Linked DNA regions of Ovis aries: region 2 is linked to region 1. Evidence: chromatin contacts called from public Hi-C data. All regions are on one chromosome and are shown on one strand. The core of a region is the stretch at or near the end of the contact, and the rest is flanking DNA. Distances in the headings are between cores, read along the strand shown. Region 1 has its middle 9.4 kb from the start of MPV17L. Region 2 overlaps BMERB1 (bMERB domain containing 1).

Region 1 (3,169 bases), core at 138-2,637:
TTCAGGCAGAGTACAAAACTGTAGACCAAATATTATAACAAAGTGATGCTCCCATTGCTCTTATCGCTCAGAAAATCCAAGCATTTTAGGAGCTCTGTGCCAGAAATGGGACACAGAGCAAATAAATATTTCTTATTATAAATCACTATATCATTGGGACTTCCCTGGAGGTCTGTGATTAAGACGCCACTCATCCAATGAAGGGGGTGGGGTTTAATCTCTGGTTGGGGAACTAAGATCCCATATGCTGCACAGCCAAATTACATAAATAACTTTTTTTAATGCTCAGCCCACTCCAGAGTTCTTACCTGGAGAATCCCAGGGATGGAGGAGCCTGACAGGCTGCCGTCTATGGGGTCGGCACAGAGTCGGACACGACTGAAGTGAATTAGCAGTAGCAAGAAAATCACTGTATCACACCCTGGTGCTCACTCTGGTGGTTTTCCTAGTGGCTCAATAGTAAAGAATCTGCCTGCAATGCAGGAGACATGGGTTCCATCCCTGGGTCAGGAAGATCCTCTGGAGAAGGGAAATGGCAACCCACTCCAATATTCTCGCCTGGAAAATTCCGTGGACAGAGGAACCTGGCAGTCTACAGTCCATGGGGTTGCAAAGATTCAGACAAAGCAGCTAAACAACAAACCTCCAGTGAGGTCCCACAACAGTTTACCCTAGAAGGCAGATCTCCAGCAAATTCCACTGGCTGGCAGGTCCTTAGAGCAGCTGACTTATCTGCCATGTGCCCTCCCAATAAGATCAGGATTTCAGCCCTAAAGGGTAGGGAGGGTTCTTCTTGGGTGTTTTATCTCAGCCCTAGGAGTAGTGGCTGGTCCTTATATCTGCTATTTCTGTATTCTTTAGGGTTCTCTTGTATTCAATCCCTCATCATTTGAATTTACCATTAACAATTCTTTATACAGTCGATAGTCATTATTTGGTGATTCTATATTTGCAAATTCACCTACTTGCTAAAATTTGTTTGGAAGCCCCACAACCAATACTCTTAATGCTTTTGCTATCATTTGAAGACATGCACGTGCTCAGAGAAGCAAAAGCTTTGAATCTTCTAACTTGCATGTTCCCAGCTACAGTCAAACAAGGCGATGCTTGACCTTTTTGTCGTCTCTCCTACTGCAAGTGTCCTTTTCACAGTGATTCCTGCATTTTTATGCTTTTTGTTAGGAATTTCACGGTTTTAAATGGCTGAGCTTACTTCTACAGTGCTGTCTAGTATTGCTAAATGCAAAAAGGCCGTGATGTGCCCTCTGTAGAGAATACCTAGTTTTGTTCAGGCAGGAGTTATAAAGCTGTTGGGTTGAGAGTTCAGTGTTAACACATCCACAATGCATATTCAATAAAGTGTCCTTTGTGTTTCAGCAGAAACACAAAGCAATACAAAGCAAGGCTTTGTATTGATCAATTGATGAAATGTGACCAGAGGCTGAAAGGAACCTAACCCTGTAATTCCTCTAGGAGGAAGGGTTAGCATTCACTGGTTTAGTGCTTATAGCAACTTTATAGACTATAACTAATTCGAGTAATAAAAATCGACTGTATCAAACTTGCCCTGTTCTAATTACAGTGTGGTTTCTCTCTCCTGATTGGATCATTCAGAACACTAACATCATCTTTAAACCATTATTCCACCAATTAATTATTTCTTTCACATATTAGTAGAGTCATACCTTTTTTTGAAAGTAATTGAAGTTTCAGAGGTTCAAAAAAAGCATAATTGGAGAAGAGAACTCTCTGAAATGATTTCTACCTTTTATATGGAAATTCTTAATTGCATATTTGAATATGCACTATCATTAAAGCTGCCTCTAGTGTTAGATTTTTCATAATTTCAGATTTTTAAAAATCTCTTCTTGACATATTTTAGGAGAACTAAAAAGGTATTTCTTTCTCCAAAGCTTAAAAATGAAAAATTAATGATATAAATTTAATTGGCTGCCCTATTATTCCACACCAATGTGGGCAGAATAGTCACTGAAAACAAAGCTGGTGAAAACAGTTCCTGTGCCAGAGAAACCCTCTATTTCAAATATTTCTTTCAGATAGCACAAAGTACCAAGTCTCAGGTGAACTCTCTGATGTCCACCATCCCTATTAAGAAATCCATGGCCCCATTTTCATATTCTCTTGAGGGCAGGATGGAAAGTGGAAACTATTCCAAACTTCTCAACAAGAGCAAGGGATGGATACAACTCTCACCTTAGCACTTTGTTTTACTTCCAGCCCAAACTAAGCCACCAGCTTCCCTGGTGGCTCAGTGGTAAAGAATCCCCCTGCCAATGCAGGAGACATGGGTTCGATTCCTGGGTCAGGATGATTCCCTGGAGAAGGAAATGGCAACCCACTCTAGTATTCTTGTGTGGAGAAGTCGATGGACAGAGGAGCCTGGCAGGCTGCCATCCATGGGGATGCAAAAGAGTTAGACACGACTGAGCACCTGAACAACAACAACAACAGCGTTCAGTTCAGTCACTCAGTCGTGTCCGACTCTTTGCAACCCTACGGGCTGCAGCACACTAGGCCTCCCTGTCCATCACCAACTCCTGGAGTTTACTCAAACTCGTGTCCATTGAGTTGGTGATGTCATCCAACCATCTCATCCTCTATTCTCCTCCTGCCTTCAGTCTTTCCCAGCATCAGGGTCTTTTCAAATGAGTCAGTTCTTCGCATGAGGTGGCCAAAGTATTGGAGCTTCAGCTTCAGCATCCACCCTTCCAATGAATATTCAGGATTGATTTCCTTTAGAATGGACTGGCTGGATCTCCTTGCAGTCCAGGGGACTCTCAAGAGTCTTCTCCAACACCACAGTTCAAAAGCATCAATTCTTAGGCACTCAGTTTTCTTTATAGTCCAACTCTCATATCCATCCATACAACAACGTTAAGAAGGTCTGAAAACGATCGTATGGAACCCAGCACTTTCAGATAACTGGTGCCAGTGTCAAGGGAGTAAGAGTTGCCTAGGTCATAGAAACGGAATTCTTTTTATGCATATATGAAATTATTTATTTTCGGCCGTTTTGGGTCTTCGTTGCTGCATATGGGGTTTCTCTAGTTGCGGCAAGCAGGGGCAACTCTCCTTTGCGGTACACAGGCTTCTCATTGCAGTGGCCTCTCTTGTTGTGGGGCATAGACTTTAGAATGCATGGGTTTCA
Region 2 (3,276 bases), core at 137-2,636, 190 kb after region 1:
TCCCACACTGCAGTCGGATTCTTGACCGTCTGAGCCACCAGGAAAGACTTCACTGGGAAGGGGCGCCCAGGCAGAAAGCAGCAGAGTGAGGGAACCCAGGAGAACTCCTCTGCCACGTGGCTTACAGTCTTGGGTTTTATGGTGATGGAGTTAGCTTCTGGGTTGTCTCTGAAACTGACTTGGGGTCCTTGTTGGTGGTGCACGCATTGTTCACCCAAGTTGGATTCCAGAGAGGAGGATTCTGGGAAGTTGGTAGGACACATGGACTGGTGTCTCCGCTTTCCTTTGACCTTTCCCAAATGCTTCTGGTTGGTGGTAGCTTGTTAGTTCTGCACTCCTTACCAGGACTCCCTGTTAAGACAACTCGTGCAAGTGGCTACTGTCATATAGGGAACCCAACTCGCCTGCACTGGCTGGCAGATTCTTCACCGCTGAGTCACCAGAGAAGTACCCCCTCAGGTGTCTGTTTCATACGTGGCATCAGTAGTGTATATGTCAATTTCAGTCTTCCAGTTCATCCCACCCCTCCCTGTTTGGGATCCGTACGTTTGTTCTCTATGTCTATGTCTGTTTCTGCTTTGAAATGAGATCGTGCTTAGTCACTTCAGTCATGTCTGACTCTTTGCGACCCTATGGACCATGGCCTGCCAGGCTCCTCTGTCCATGGGATTCTCAGGCAAGAATACTGGAGTGGGTTGCCATTTCCTCTCCTTCATGGGGTTCTGATGCATGTCTGCCTGTGAGAGCTTCCCAAGAATTTCACCTTGTTTGTTAAGGTGTTGGGGGTTTGGATAGACTTAGGAGGACTCAAAACTATGCTAAGTGCAGGTTTGAAATGGATGAAGGGTGAAGGGCACCCCCCAGTGCAAATCCCCCAGACCTGGGTTACGTGAAGGCAAAAGGCTGGTGTGAAGCCCACCACAGCACTCAGGGTGGAACAGTGGCCTCTGTGTGTGTGGATCGAGGTTATGTGTAAGTTTAGTTTCCTTATTTGTCCTCGTTTATATTTTTCAAAATTTCTACAGTGATCAGGAATCTGCCCAGCAACCAGATAAGAATTCTATTTAAAAAAATATTTTCCTCCTCTTCTTTTTCCACTTTATTTATTTTTTAATTGAAGGATGCTTGCTTAACAGAATTTTGTTGTTTTCTGTCAAACATCAACAAAAATTTTATTTTAAATTTTTTATAGAGAGGAATATAATCAAAATAGGTTTGTTTTTTAAGAAGTTTGAAGCTGTGGGCTCCATTTGTCAAATAACTGCTTGTCCAGCATCATTTTCTCTTTCTTTTCCCTCCTGCCTCTTTCTAACAGCTATTAACAGTGACAGATAGCGTTTACTGAGCATTGTACTATGTACAGCCCAGGCCCAGGCTCAGTGCCTGACCTGCATAGTAATCCTGGACAGCTGTACTATTACAATTCGTATTTCAAAGATGAGGAAAGTGAGAAAAACCTCTGGCACTCAGCCCCTTTGAGCTAGAGATGTCTGGTGCCAATGCTCTTGCTTCAAACATTGTTGTTGCTAATGGCTAAGTCATGGCTGACTCTTTTGCAACCCCATGGACTGTAGGTTCCTTTGTCCATGGGATTTCCCAGGCAAGAATACTGAAGCAGATGGCTAAAAAACATATGAAAAGATGCTCAACATCGCTCATTATTAGAGAAATGCAAATCAAAACCACCATGAGATATCACCTCACATTGGTCAGAATGGCCATCATCAAAAAGTCTACAAACAATAAATGCTGGAGAGGGTGTGGAGAAGGAATGCTTTTGCCTTGTTGGTGGGAATGTAAACTGATACAGCCACTATGGAAGATGGTATGGAGATTCCTTTAAAAACTAGGACTAAAACCACAATATGACTCAGCAATCCCACTTATAGGCATATACCCTGAGGAAATCAGGGTTGAAAAAAGACACCTGTATCCCATTGTTCATTGCAGCACTGTTTACAATAGCTAGAACACGGAAGCAACCTAGACGCCCATCAACAGATGAATGGATAAAGAAGTTGTGGTCCATATACACAATGGAATATTACTCAGCCATAAAAGGAATGCATATGAGTCAGTTCTGATGAGGTGAATGAACCTAGAACCTATTACACAGAGCGAAGTGAATCAGAAAGAGAAAGATAAATATCGTATTCTAACACACATATATGGAATATAGAAAAATGGTACTGAAGAATATATTTACAGGGCAGCAGTGGAGAAACAGACATAGAGAATAGACTTATGGACATGGGGAGAGGGGAGAGAAGGGTGAGATGTATGGGAAGAGTAACATGGAAGCTCAGTTCAGTTCAGTTCAGTCGCTCAGTTGTGTCCAACTCTTTGTGACCCCATGAATTGCAGCACGCCAGGCCTCCCTGTCCATCACCAACTCCCGGAGTCCACTCAAACTCTTGTCCATCGAGTCAGTGATGCCATCCAGCCATCTCATCCTCTGTCGTCCCCTTCTCCTTCCCCCAATCCCTCCCAGCATCAGAGTCTTTTCCAATGAGTCAACTCTTCACAGGAAATGTCCAAAGTACTGGAGTTTCAGCTTCAGCAGCAGTCCTTCCAATGAACACCCAGGACTGATCTCCTTTAGGGTGGGCTGGTTGGATCTCCTTGCAGTCCAAGGGACTCTCAAGAGTCTTCTCCAGCACCACAGTTCAAAAGCATCAATTCTTCGGTGCCCAGCTTTCTTCACAGTCCAACTCTCACATCCATACATGACCACTGGAAACACCATAGCCTTGACTAGACGGACCTTTGTTGGCAAAGTAATGTCTCTGCTTTTTAATATGCTATCTAGGTCGGTCATAACTTTCCTTCCAAGGAGTAAGCATCTTTCAATTTCATTACATTACCATATGTAAAATAGATAGCCAACAGGAATTTGCTGTATGGCTCAGGAAACTCAAAACAGGGGCTCTGTATCAACCTAGAAGGGTGGGATGGGAAGGGAGATGGGAGGGAGGTTCAAGAGGAGGAGATATATGTATACCTATGGCTGATTCATGTTGAGGTTTGACAGAAAACAAAATTCTGTAAGGCAGTTATTCTTCAATTTAAAAAAAAAAAGGAATACTGGAGCAGATTGCCTTTTCCTTCTCTAGGGGATCTTCCTGACCCAGGGATCAAATCTGCATCTCCTACAATGGCAGGCGGGTTCTTTATCATGGCTGAGCCACCAGGGAAACCGTGCTTCTATCATTACCTGTTGCTCTTTGTTCCTTTCACCATCTCTCCTTCTCTCGTCTGTCAAAATTTATCCATCAG

What was found. A called contact is a pair of places that touch in the nucleus more often than the background predicts.
Region 2: a contact with region 1 is called in a Hi-C map of mixed tissues, with 4 times the contacts expected there. The contact joins two enhancer-like sites. A contact is called at or near these places in 6 of 16 Hi-C or Micro-C datasets (liver, mixed tissues, omental adipose tissue and 2 more).

The regions. Positions count from the first base shown.
Region 1 is chr24:14,310,309-14,313,477 of ARS-UI_Ramb_v3.0, forward strand. No RefSeq gene overlaps it. Among named protein-coding and RNA genes, the nearest start is that of MPV17L, 9.4 kb to the right of the region's middle. Within about 2 kb of position 1,388, at least 5 of the 54 cell types and tissues checked have an H3K27ac peak or open chromatin away from gene starts, as enhancers often do.
Region 2 is chr24:14,502,390-14,505,665 of ARS-UI_Ramb_v3.0, forward strand. The region is part of intron 2 of BMERB1 (bMERB domain containing 1); the gene reads left to right. Among named protein-coding and RNA genes, the nearest start is that of MARF1, 77 kb to the right of the region's middle. Within about 2 kb of position 1,387, at least 3 of the 54 cell types and tissues checked have an H3K27ac peak or open chromatin away from gene starts, as enhancers often do.